Linked DNA regions of Triticum aestivum: region 2 is linked to region 1. Evidence: chromatin contacts called from public Hi-C data. All regions are on one chromosome and are shown on one strand. The core of a region is the stretch at or near the end of the contact, and the rest is flanking DNA. Distances in the headings are between cores, read along the strand shown. Region 1 holds the start of LOC123097821 (50S ribosomal protein L10, chloroplastic). Region 2 holds the start of LOC123097824 (two-component response regulator-like PRR73).

Region 1 (6,421 bases), core at 1,463-3,962:
TATCGCCGCCGCTACCGTCCGGATTCACCAACGCCATGGCGGCCGCCACCTAGGTCAGACAGAGGACAGAGGGAGAGGAGGGAGAGAGTGAAGCGCGAGAGGGGAATGGATTGGATCAGGTCTTGACCTGGCCGACAGCAGCCGTTTCCGACCGCGGACGCGCCGTTAACGGCCGTTAACGCGCGGCGGGCGTCGGTTGGCCAGCGTGGCACCTGAGACGTGGGACCGGCTGGTCAGTTTGGTGCTTAGCACGGGCGAAGCGGCCGGTTTCGACACTTGGTAGTTTTTTGCCACGGATTAGGACAAATCTGGTAGTTTTCCGCACAAAATCGTAAAGTGGTAGTTTTCTGTCACGTTTCCGTGAAATGTGGTAGTTTTTGGTTAAATACTCCTCACAACCACCCGTTCATTGCTGAACTGCTCAGCCACCATTTTTTCAAAATCAACTTTGAAAATTGTGTGGTCATTCTCCACCCTTTTCTTGTCTCCTAGTATCTTGGAGTTCTCTTCTGCATTAACCACATTTGCTCCGAGCCACTCTATGTTCTCATCATCATACATGGTCTATAACTTAGCTAGGCGCATCTTAAGAGTTTCTGGCCACTCGGGATCAACCCGCTCCAGATAGGTGTACTTCAGTTCTTCCTATTATATCTCAAAATATAAGCAAATTGCACTTCATCATGCCAAAAAATGGTACACTACAGAATCTCACAAGTAATTTCATTGCTAAATCTACCAATTTGACACCACCAACCTTCTTCGCGCAAGCCAAAAACCTCCTGCCACTATCCACTGACTCAAATGCCACAAACTTCTCACAAGAGGATTTGTGCTGGCACACAAAACGCAGATCTGAAGCCACTCCGCTCCATTGCTTGCAGTACACCGTCCTAGGAAGCTGAAAGGAGAACAAATCGGCTTCAATCGATGTGTGTAAAAAAAATCCTATTTCCCCCCAAATCCATAACCCTAGCCGCATGAGAGGGAGAGGCCAGGACGAACCTGGCTGTTTATGGAGTCGTCGTTGAACGACGAGCCGCTCGAGAGATCATCCTAGGAGACCATGGGTACCGCGGAGGCGCTTACCCGGAGACTAGGCAGTGGCAGCAGCGGCAACAAAGTGTGGCAAAGGAGTCTTGGGGATGGGTGGGATTGAAACGGACGGCGCACGCCCTTAAACCGTAGGGTACCTGACGCCCGCGTAACGGACGGAGCCTTCTAACAATGTCTGTCCGCGGACGCCTCATCAGGCTGACAGGCGGGACCAACCTGTCAGAAACGTTGTCTTTGCGAGCTCAATTTGTCATCAATGCAATTTGTTACTCATTAGGCGCGAAAGTGGTAGTTCGTTGTGAGTTGTCTGAAATGTGGTGGCAATCGGTTATCCTAACCTCATATGTGGTTGTCTTATGCAATGTATGAATTTTTGGCGATCAACAGGAAACTTCGAGATCTGTTTCAAAGAATTTCCAACTCCTAGTTAGTGTTACCAAAATCTGAATCCTGAGTTGTTTCTGAGCAGAAAGTGGAGACCGCGAAGCCACGGTCAAGTTGTGATGCACAAACACAAACATTTTGTCTAACTTCAGAACCATAGCACACGGTTAATGAATGTGACGAAGCCTCAACGTCGCCTGAAAAATGAAATTTGACCTGAACCTCTGGATATAAACTGACATAAGAATAGCCATCAGTAGTTCCCATTGTTTTTCATGGGTCCATACCCTATTAAACTTGCTTTTACACAAACCAAATTATTCGTGAACATGATATACATTGCCCGATTCTCAAACCATCCTTTTCCAATTTCATCCCAATTTGGACACCAGCAGGCAAGAGATACTACCCAATTACAAGCCGCACATTGTGAAGGGGAAAACTTGTGATTCAATTCAAACGGGAGACAGTAATAAAGGTACAAGGAATTGTACAAGCAAAGAGTGAGATGTGGGGATAGGAGGCACAACCATATCGCAACTGCCACTAGGCGGCGCCGGCGCCGGCGCCGGACTCCTCCTCGAGCTTGCGCACGTAGGCGGAGAGCACGGCGACGACGTCCCTGGCTGGCGCCTGCAGCGTGGTGACGAGGGAGGTGGCCGGCCCATTAAGGGCGCCGAGCAGCTTGGAGTAGACCTCGGCGCGGCTGGGCATGGTCTCGAGCGACTTGAACTCGCCGGGCTCGTAGTACTTTCCCTCGAACACCGCCCCGATGAAGTCGTTGGTCTCCTCGACGCGCTCCTCCTTCTGGAAGGCGCGGTAGGGCTTGAGCGCGACGGGGACCTCCTCCGTGTGGACGAAGAGCCAGGCGTTCATGCCCTTCATGCACGGCTTGAGCGCCTCCCAGGGGGTGCCCTCGATGGCCTTCCCCACCAGCGTGTTCTTCGCCACCAGGAGGTGGCACGACTCCGGCAGCGCGTCGCGGATGCCCTGGAACTGCTTCACCGTCAGGCCCTCGTACCGGATGCCGGCCAGGAGGTAGCACCCCTCCAGCTGCTCGCGGACCACGGCGACCGTGTCCTCCTTGCGCCCGCGGGAGATGGCAGCGCGGATGGTGGAGCGGCGCAGAGGGCGGGGGCAGCGCGGGGCCGCTGCTAGGGTTTGGAACGCGGGGAGGGGCCGCGCGGTCGGGAGGAAGGAGGTCTCCATTTTTCTGGGGCGGGCGGGCGGGCGCGCCGGGCGGGGGTTGGGTTGGGGAGAAACGGCGAGGAAGATAGAGTGGAGTGGAAAAAGCTTATCTATGGAGAAGACGATGGGTGGTTTCTTCCGTGGACATGGTGCTCGTGGACCTTTGGATTATGTTTTCATTTCCTTTGAGGGGTTCCTTTGGATTATGTGTGACCGTATATTCAGCGAGGAAGATAGACCGTTGTGTTCTGCGTATTCATATACTCCGTACTCTTTAAAGATTATTACTCCTTCCTATTTATAACTAGTACAAATGCACAAACAGTAGCTTCTACCTCCCAGGTAGCACTACAGGGGCTTTCTTTCTTTCTTCCAGGAGAAGAAAGAAAGGCGATCTCGCCTCCTGCCGCCAGGGCGCCTTCCTCCGCCGCCGTCCTCCGGCGGCTCCCCTCCGCTGACGACCTCGGTCGTCGGTGTTGAGGGGGTCGCCGGATTCATGCGTGTGGATTGTTTTAGGCATTAGTTTTTAGGATTTTGGGTTGTTCATCGTCGTGGCTTCGGCGGTGGCGATGGCGGCGCCGACTAATAAATCTTCAGATCCTTCCCCAACGAGACGATTCATTTTTGGGACGGATTTAGAAACCAGACTGTTCAAGCAAGGATGGTGCGGCGGCGGCGGCATCCTCGCGGTGGACCTGTGTCCTCGGGCTCCGCCGTTGCGACGGCGTTTGCTCCAGCGCTGGCGTGGAGCTTGGGAGGTAGTCCAGGAGCGGATGCAGATTGTGGTCTGCATAGACGGCATCTGGAAGATAGTGGATCTAGGTTCGTGGTTTGTGGAAGGCAGGTATGGTTTCCTCTTCCAACGTCTTAGTTGGGCAGGGGTGCCAGATCTGGAGTTTGATGGCGTGTCCGGGGTGTTGCTCCGGTCTGATTCGTTCAACGGCAATGGCTTCGCCTTTATTGGCGAGCCACCTTGGAGGTCCGCAAAGCTGCATATCAGCGATGGAGCCGCGTCGAGCTCGGGTGTGGAGGTGATCCGTCATTTTCTCTTTTGGTGGCTGCTATGGTGGTGCCAGAGGCAGGTGACGGGCGTTGGTGTCAAGTTCAGAGGATTCTTCAGTCTTGTTTGTAATTTTATTTCTTGGCTGGTGTTCCTGTGTGCAAAGGCTAGTGTTTTGCTGTCTTTTCAGTTTTGTCAGGTCGGTATGTACGTGGCTTGTACTATGATCCTTATGATATAAATGAGACACGTATTATCATGCAAAAAAAACTAGTACAAATGCCCGTGCGTTGCATCGGGCGATCTTTTTTTTGTAAAAACTGCTCCTACTCCGAGTGCCACTATGCGCCACTTCTTATATCCAAGACAAATGTCAAAAATAAGGTTACCCTCATTCGCTATAAGGTGAATATGCCTTTGTGTTGCCACAGTTGAATTATCGCTAAGCTATGGTTGAGGTATGAGTCTGCTCTCAGCCGCCTCCACAAGAAAACCTAGATCACCTCTTCTTCTCTCGCCGCCGCCACGGTACACCACCTGGCAAAGCCGCGCACAGAGCCGTCGGCGACGAGAAGGTCCTTCGGAGATGTTGTGCCCTGGTGGGCAGCGCGACATGCCAGGGAGGGCCGGCTGCTGCGCGTGGATTGGTGGTTGGTCCGGGCTGGCGTCTCAGTTCCAGCGTGTTGGCTACCTTCGGTGGCGGCCCGACCTAGCCTGGTTACTGGAGAAGGGGTTGCGTGACGGGATCCTAGGCGGCGACGGGTTCTCGGTTGTCTTAGGGTTTTGGACAGGAAACTGAGAGAGCGGTGTCATCCCTCCGTAGGAATATGGTTCTCCCCGTCCTATCCATGTTTCGTTGTTGTGTTTATTGGCGGCCAAGGGTGTGTGAAGCCATGTCTCCAGCAGGTCTTCCAAGATTTGCTATGTTTAGGTTTCTGGGGGACCTGTTCGGATTCAATCGATTTTCTTGGTCTTGCAGTTTCTACATTCCCTTCTCACATTTTCATGGTCTACATCAACATCATCTCGCCCGCTGCTTCCACAAGCTCCTGGGTTGAAAAAAGTTGACCCGTCGAGGCAGAGGCTCAGAGGGATGCAGGAGGAACAAGAGCTTGGCTCCCACAGAGATTTGTATGTAATTTTCTTTTTTAGTACGGGTGAGTTTGTAAGGACATGTGTTCCTTAATATTTGGCCTTAGGCCTTTTCGCAAACACAAAAGGAATTGTCGCTTTTTGGACAATGAAGTGTTGATGTGAAGAACATACCCTAACGTCCTTGGTCAGCGCCTACTTCAACTTTGCACTGCCATCGGATAGAATAGTACTCCAACTAATCATACTTACAAAGCATGGCAACCCATCTTCCAGCTTACACGTCCTCTGAATCTCAAAAACATGCACTCTGAACTTTTGAACGTTTACTCTGCTGCTCTCAACTTGCAACTGCTTTTCACATTCAGATTTCAGGCAAATCAAAAAAGAGTGGAGGGGAGCAGATTTGTCACATAAATACGACTGCTAGAACAGAATAATCTCTCCCTCTCTCTCAGTATACACGCACATATGCACAAGCAAGTAAATCGAACTGCAAAACTGAATGAACTACACCTGCAGCCATACTTTTGTTGCGACCAGGCTAGGCTGCGGCGGGACACGGTGGCACTGGCAGCGGCTGACACAGCTGATTCCAGAGCTAGCGTCCGCCTTTCCCCGTTCCCCCCTTGGCTCCTACCACGTGTCCATGTCTACCTCTGCTTTGTCGCTGCTCCGTTCTCGACTCGGCACAGGAGGGGGAGAAGGAGGTGGCGCGTGGAAGCCTTCAACTGGAAATTAACAAAATGTCTAGTTAGAAGTAACAAACTTTTTATTATCTTGTTCATAATCAGACCGTACTCTGAGCATAAAGGGCATGCGATCCTAGAACATGAAGCACAGCCATTTAGCTAATATAAACACTCAACATAAGCTAAAGTAATTCTGTAATAGTACTTACATATTGCTCCAGCCGTATATCTGCAACCTACAACTATGCATATCCATCCCCTCAAGCACCATAGTTAACCATTATTGGCGCTTCACTGCTCCTGGCAACTTGATGCTAATTCATAGAAACAGTGTTTGGTCTTATTGTGTATTTGGCGTAATCCCATTAGTGAATTGAGAGTTATGTTATCAGAATATGCAGCTCAGAGCCTCCACCTCTCTAGAACAATGAAGGATTTTTTTCTTGCATTATTCTTAGTTTGAATGTAACAAAATAATCAAAGAATGAAACATCCAACAATGATTTAAACAACGATTTTGTGTGAGGTTCTCATGTGAAAATAATTTTGCTGTCCAGACAAAGAATATGTCATGTCAAAAAATTGTCCACCTGTACTGTAATAGCCTACTTCTCAGCATAATATCTATATGAGTTACAGATAAAGGAAATAGAGGATAACTGGAAACTCAAAGGAATCAAGCAATGTTTTAGGTGCTTACAGTCTCACCCAAAGACCTTGTTTTGTTCAAGGCAAAAGCTGTGGTGCTTTCCACAATAAAATTAGATATGTCTACATTGCTAAGTCTAGACAACGGGAATAGAAATTCATAGAAAAAAAATCAGGAACTTATTCATTCGCAGGAAATTAACATGAATTTCGTAGCAACTCTACAAAGATCAGTTCACTGACTTACGTCGTTACATGGTATGATAGGCCCCGACTACTCCTCTCCTGCAATGGTGGCAGTTGCTACACTTTATTTGTGTCACCATGGCTACATTCTCTCCTTGAATGTAATCTTGAACCT
Region 2 (6,421 bases), core at 1,718-4,217, 240 kb before region 1:
GATGAGTAAGAAGTACCTTCCAATTTTAAGTAACCGACGTACCTGAGTGCCACTGCCATTATCACTGCCATCCCTAGCATTGGGCCCAACACTAAAGTCGTCATCGGCATCATCATCGTCATCGTCATCGTCATCATGACTGCCGCAATCGTCATCGTCATCATGACTGTTGTTCTCATATTCATCACCAGCCTTCGGTTTGGAACATTTTTGTGTATGGATGCCACTTTCACTTCCACTGGACTAGATTCAGAAAAAGGCAAATTCCAGAGTGATAATCAGAGAAGATAAATAGGTAGGTCAAAGAAACTATGCCCTCGTGACTTTTGGGCTTGGTTTTCCGACATGAAATAAGCTAGACCAACAACAAGCAACTTACACTGTGGCATCGCCTCCATATGTGCTGCCAAAGGGTCTTAAGTTCATTCTTCCGTATCGGCTTCACTAAGAAGTCAACTGCTCCCTTTGATAGACACCTAAAGACTGTACTCATCGAGTCATTCTTAGACATCACTGCACAGAAACAACATAAGCTTTAGAAGCTAAGAATATTTAAACTAACAAATTAGCAAGGACCAAAATAAGTGTATTAATCTGTTGGAGCAATATGGTTGAGCAGGAAAGCTGCTTACTGATCACAGGAATGCCCTTGCAAATACTGTGACTCGTGATCTTACTGAGCAGACCAATGCCAGATAGACAAGGCATGGCGACCTCGGTTAATACCAGGTCAATACGGTTTTGCACATCTTCAAGATATTGCCATGCATGCAATCCATTCTCAGCAGAGATAACTACAAAGGAAAGATATGCATTTTGCAGTCAATGGATTGACGTAATTGAAACAGTTTCAAAGAAAAGCAATATTGATTTAGCTTTCACCTTTGAATATAAAAGGAAAGGCATAATTCTAATAGGAAATAACATAATGTACCGACCGAATTAACAAAAACATCAAACGTGCAATTTACATCAGGAAGATCCATGACACTTGAATAGAGTTTGTATTTACCCAATTTAGTGCAAGAAACTACTCAAAGATAACTAGGCTCAAGTTTGCAAAGTTCCTAGGTTCAGTTAGCTTGTGAGAGTGGGGATAAGTTAAAGCCTTGTCAAATCACTTCAGTTGCACTGATTTCAATTAGCAGCAAGACCAAATGTCAGTTGGCTATTTGATTTTTCTTTCTCGGTGTTGGTGCTCACCTTGGCATCTTTCTAACAAAAGTTCCTGGCCATTTATGCATTCATTCATGTTAACAGTTAACAAAACTATGCTGATTGATCAAGATTGACCATGCCCATCAACTGATGCACCAAGACGGGAGCATTCACCATCAGGCACCTTCTTCCACTGAAGTAAAACTAATAGCCAGATCAACTAATTGCTGACTGGGGAATTGAATGAAGATTTCATGTTCTAAATACAGGTCGGCATCATGGTGTCTTTAGCTATGATCAATTAGGATGTGCCATCAAAATCATTGCTCTTATTTTAGCATGCTCGATGCACTCTTTTTCACAACAAGCAATTTCAGTTCCCCCTTTTCCACAATAAGCAAGTCCAGTATCCCCTTGTTCTTTTTTGTTTTGGAAAAGGAGGATAACCTCCAGCCTCAGTATCCCCCTGTATAAATGTTGTGATAGATGTATGGTCGCACTATCAGTTCAAAATCAACTCGAAGTGAAATCTAAAACTGAAAGAGAGAGAGAACAAAATACAATAACATGAACACTCTGGCCTCTAACAGACCTACAAACAACAAAAGATCAAAATCCAATTTAATAATTTACTTGAAACTAGAGTTTAAATTTGCAGGGCATTACCTTCATAGCCACACTTACGGAGCAGAGCACGGACAACATGTCGGGTACAGTCATCGTTCTCCACCAGCAAGACCCTTAGTGTCTTCACCGGCAGGAACTTCTCCCACCGGATAACCCGGTCTTGCTGCTGCTTCTGCTCGTCCAAGCCCGGCGGCGCACTGTGCGTGCTGGGCCAGTCCTCTTCCTTGATGCCGCCCCTCCATTCCTTGTCCTCGTTTGCCTCGAGGGCATGGCCATTCTCTACGGCGCCGTTTCCGGTTCCCCTAATATCACTGGTGGAAGGTCCGTCCGCGCCAGCTTGACCGGCGCTCACCATCAGCTGGATCCGTGGCGTTTGCAACTAGAGACGGTTCACAGACGACGGCGCATGCCCTGCCCTGGCTTCAGAAATGGGCATGCTGCATCCAACGACTGGAATCTGCAACGAGCACGCATGGATCAAGGTCGAATCTATCACGAGCATGAGAAATGCTTCGAATTATGGGCAGTTCGTCGTCAATTGACACGCACACCGTACGAAATTGTTAAGGCTCGGCGCGAGAACGGATTTACCGTACAAAATTGGTACTAGTTACTGGAGCAAAGATGAGCGTAATTTAGAGATTATAGGAGCTTAAAAGACTGAGGAAATAGTCTTGGTGATGAGATGAAATTAGACTGCATCAGCAGTACTCGAGCTTTCAACAGAATCAGACAGGTAAACCAAGCGTCAAACTCCCACCGCGACTCAACCCCGACGAGGCATCACTGACAGAGCGCCTCACGGCGGTCCACCCGTGCCGGATTCCGGCGGCGGGCGGCCGAGATCCACCGAATTTCGAGGCCCCCGGCCCCAAAATCAGCTAAAGCGAACCCCCAAAAAGGTGGACAGAGACGAGCGCTTGCGTTGCCAGAGGGAAGGGCGCGCACCGTGGTGGGTCGAGGGGCGGGCGGTGGCGGCATGGGCGTGGGCGCGCGAGCTTTGACCCGCGCGTGGAAGTAGCCGTGGATGTTTCCACAACGCGGCGGGGTGTCACGAGGACCAGGCGAGAGATAAAACTGAGCCTGGGCTCTGTGGGGAGAAGAGAGGAGAGAAGTGGTGGTGCCGAAGGAAGGAAGGAGGCGAGGGGACGAGAGGGAGGAAATAGATAACGGGGCGACCATGACGTGGAGCAAGTGGAGGCGAGGAGGGCCGGAGGGAGCAGGTGGGGCTTGCGACCCGCCGGGATCCGACGAAATCTAAAGCCGCGCGCTCCATCGGCCCGTCAGATCCGCCCGGGGAGCCCCGACACGTGGAGCGCCGCGTGGGGCTCCGCCGCGGCCGGGGCGCTGCCGGGTGGGGCCGAGCGACGCACTTCGGTAGGTGCGGGTTGGCGGCTACTGTAGTTGACAGTGGGCCCGGGAGGGGCGCCGCAGGAAAGATCGTCACGGCGTAGCCTCGTCACGTCTTCACGGCGTTTAGGCATGGCTGGGTTTTTCTTTTTGTGGTAATGAAAGGGATGGGGTTGGAGGCTGGAGAGTGATCTGTGGACTAGAGTAGTACAGTTTTACCTTTTCTGGCATCGTTTTTCTGGTTCAACAGGAACGCTTCGTCTCATCCACACGTTTTGAGACCTCATGCAATGGCCTTTTTTTCTACGAGAAAACAAGTTTGCCTTGTTTCTAAAATAAGCTACTAATTCTAAATCAATCTGAGCCGCACACTTGTAAGCTTGCTTTTCTATTACTCCCTCCATTTCAAAATAAGTATCGTGATTTTTGTTTTGATTTTCAAGTAAAACGAGGAGACTTGTTTTGGAAAGGAGGCTTAGTTTATGGTTCTTCAGCTGTGCTGTGCTGTGCTAAGTTTCATTCATAGTAAATTGTCAATCTATAAGTAGTGAAGTACGAGTAGAAATTTTAGCATTCTAGCCGGCCAACTATTTGTTTCTTTAGCTACAACAAGAATTAAAATAAAATGAGCATTAAAATAGTTTTATACCAAAAATAGCAACTATAATAAATAAAATAACGGACAATTTGGCAAATTTTGATATTATGCACCACTATAGCAAACAAGGCTTCTATCATTTATGGTTGTCGCATGTGTTTTCACAGATTTTTCGACCTTTCATTTTCGTTGCTACCACTCAGTGAGGTAGCAATAATTAATTATTGTTTTAGCTTATCTTAGTTCTATCTATGAACTTGAAGATGGCGATGACAAACATAGGATAGACATGATTTGAGCCTTAGGAGCATGTTGAGAAATTGATTTGATTACTAAGTAAGCCACTCCATGCTTGGGCACGTGTAACGCCCTGACCACAATCATCGATTTCCATTTGTTATGACTGACTATCCCCTGGAATATAGCTTGGTCAAATATGCTTAATCAGCCCACTTTGTGCTTACTCACATGAACCTGAGAACCATTTTTTCGGAGGTTCTTTGGAGATGAACTTCCGAAAAAGAAAGTCCTAATATGAGTAGTTTATCAATTCTATTAACCATGATGTCACGTACACCCAACTCAAAGAAACCAACATCTCCGTCGGTCTAACAAGAACGCTAACTCTGGGGAGAACGTCTAGTTGATCGTTGGTTGAGAATGATAGTTGTCGCTCGTGTTAGGCTCTCCTGCGCCGCCGGCCACTCCGGCCCCAGCGCCCACCTGCTCATGACGATCGCCACTCCGGGACCGTCGCCCCCCACTCCCCATGGCCACCCCGTTGCCCCCCGACCGTCGGCCGTAGCCGTGAGCTGCGATGGATGGAGTCGAGTCCCTCCTCCGCCGGATCTGATGCCCCGTCCTACCGCGACGCGCTCTGCTCGACGCCCTCTCGCCAGGCCTGTAGCGACCCGACCTCAGACGGTCAAGTCTCTGTGCTTAAGTGTCATCCCTGGATCGGTAATGCTGACACACACAGTACTCGAAGGATTTATAACAAAGTAGCAATCACACACTTATTACATCGATAGTCTCAAAAGAGAACTTATTACAATAAATATGGGTTAAGGCCATCTAAATAAATAACAGCGGAAGGTTTGGAAGATAAAGTGAGTCCATCAACTCCAACGACATAGCTGAGTGCACGACAACGACCTAGCGCACCTTACTCTTCGTCTGAAAAGTCTGCAACATGAGACGTTGTAGCCCGAAAACGGGTCAGCACATGGAATATGCTGGCAATATAACACAGTAGAGCAATGAACAAGATAGATGCTATCACTACATGCATATATGGCTAGTGGAGGTTCTATGGTTAATATGTTTTTGCGAAAAGCCAATTTTTCCCTACAACAAAGGAATATATTTTATTTAACTATCATGGTAGTTGAACAACATTGAGAAGGTTCCTCCAACTCAAACCCAATTAAAAGTAGTTATCAACCCAACAAATTAAATTAGAGTGATGAGATCCATAAGATAATCCAAGACCAGATACTCAAGATGTTCATAACCGGGGACACGGCTAACCATGATTAGTTTGTACACTCTGCAGAGGTTTGCGCACTTTTCCCCACAAGACTCGATCTCCTTCGTTGGATTTCTCGCACTACATGGTGTTTGAAAAACAGATGAACGAGACACAGTCTTTCAGAAACATTAACTCTTTACTCTGGGTGGACAGTTACACCTACTTTCCCCTACATCTGCTAGCCCGCCATTGAAAGAGGTCATGCAACATATATACTCAACTATGCTAGAGCCCATAATAGCTTGTGGCTGCACACGGAAGTTTCTAGCATGAATAATCTTATGATCCCTTTGAGCCTGGGTGACGGACCGTAGGATGATCACACGGGTACTCCGAGATATCCTAGGACAACACTGGATTCTCCAGGTGCCCACAAGAAATCCACCCAGATGTGTATTAAAGTTGCCACCTTAAGTTAGCCATTAATTAAACACTCACAACTGCCATGGATCTCTCAAACCAAACCACGTCTACGAGCATAGCATAGCAACATAAGCATAACGTAGAAGTAACTCCCAGGGTTTGATAATAAACAGGGCAATAGGTTCTACCTCATCATCTACTTCCCAATACCCACACGTTAATCACATCCTAATCATGCAGTGTTTGAGGATTGAAACTAATGCATAAAAACTGGGTATGAAAAGAGTATGATCAATGTTAGGGATGGCAATGGGTACCCATTATCCGCGTACCCTGTGGGTAAAAACCCTATTAGGGTAAGGGTATGGGACAAAAAATTACCCATGGGTAATTAAATGGGAAAATATCATACCCATCGGGTAGAGAGGGTACGGGTATGGGATCGTATAACCCATGCCCGCGTACCCATCTAAAATGTTGACAGGTGGGTTTCCGTTAATATTCCAATGTATTCATTTCCCCTCCTAATCATGCTAGGTAAAAACTCTAATGTGTATTCAAATTATCTCTATAATTTATCATGATTTCGTGAACTAAAAGTGTATGCATATGTGTTGTTATTTATGATTATGTGTTGTTGTTTAACATTTTTATATGTCACTTTATAGGCAAGTATTTTTCTTTATGAGAATATGTTGTTGTTACAATATGTTGTTGTACATTGCTGTTTAAAATGTGTTGCTATTAATAATTTATGATTATATGTTGCTTTTTACAACTATTTTCTACTCAAT

The links. A called contact is a pair of places that touch in the nucleus more often than the background predicts.
Region 2: a Hi-C map of leaf shows a contact between it and region 1, with 4 times the contacts expected there. The contact joins the promoter of LOC123097824 here to the promoter of LOC123097821 in region 1. A contact is called at or near these places in 3 of 5 Hi-C or Micro-C datasets (all in leaf).

What each region holds. Positions count from the first base shown.
Region 1 is chr4D:346,278,396-346,284,816 of IWGSC CS RefSeq v2.1, reverse strand. It overlaps LOC123097821 (50S ribosomal protein L10, chloroplastic), which reads right to left and starts at 2,712. Exons shown (of 1, transcript XM_044519653.1): 1 at 1,758-2,712. The coding sequence starts at 2,649. The coding sequence ends at 1,987. LOC123097822 (a long non-coding RNA gene) reads right to left here. Exons shown (of 6, transcript XR_006447498.1): 6 at 5,012-6,421.
Region 2 is chr4D:346,517,735-346,524,155 of IWGSC CS RefSeq v2.1, reverse strand. It overlaps LOC123097824 (two-component response regulator-like PRR73), which reads right to left and starts at 2,967. Exons shown (of 9, transcript XM_044519655.1): 1 at 2,734-2,967; 2 at 1,825-2,242; 3 at 633-794; 4 at 380-513; 5 at 43-243. The coding sequence starts at 2,140.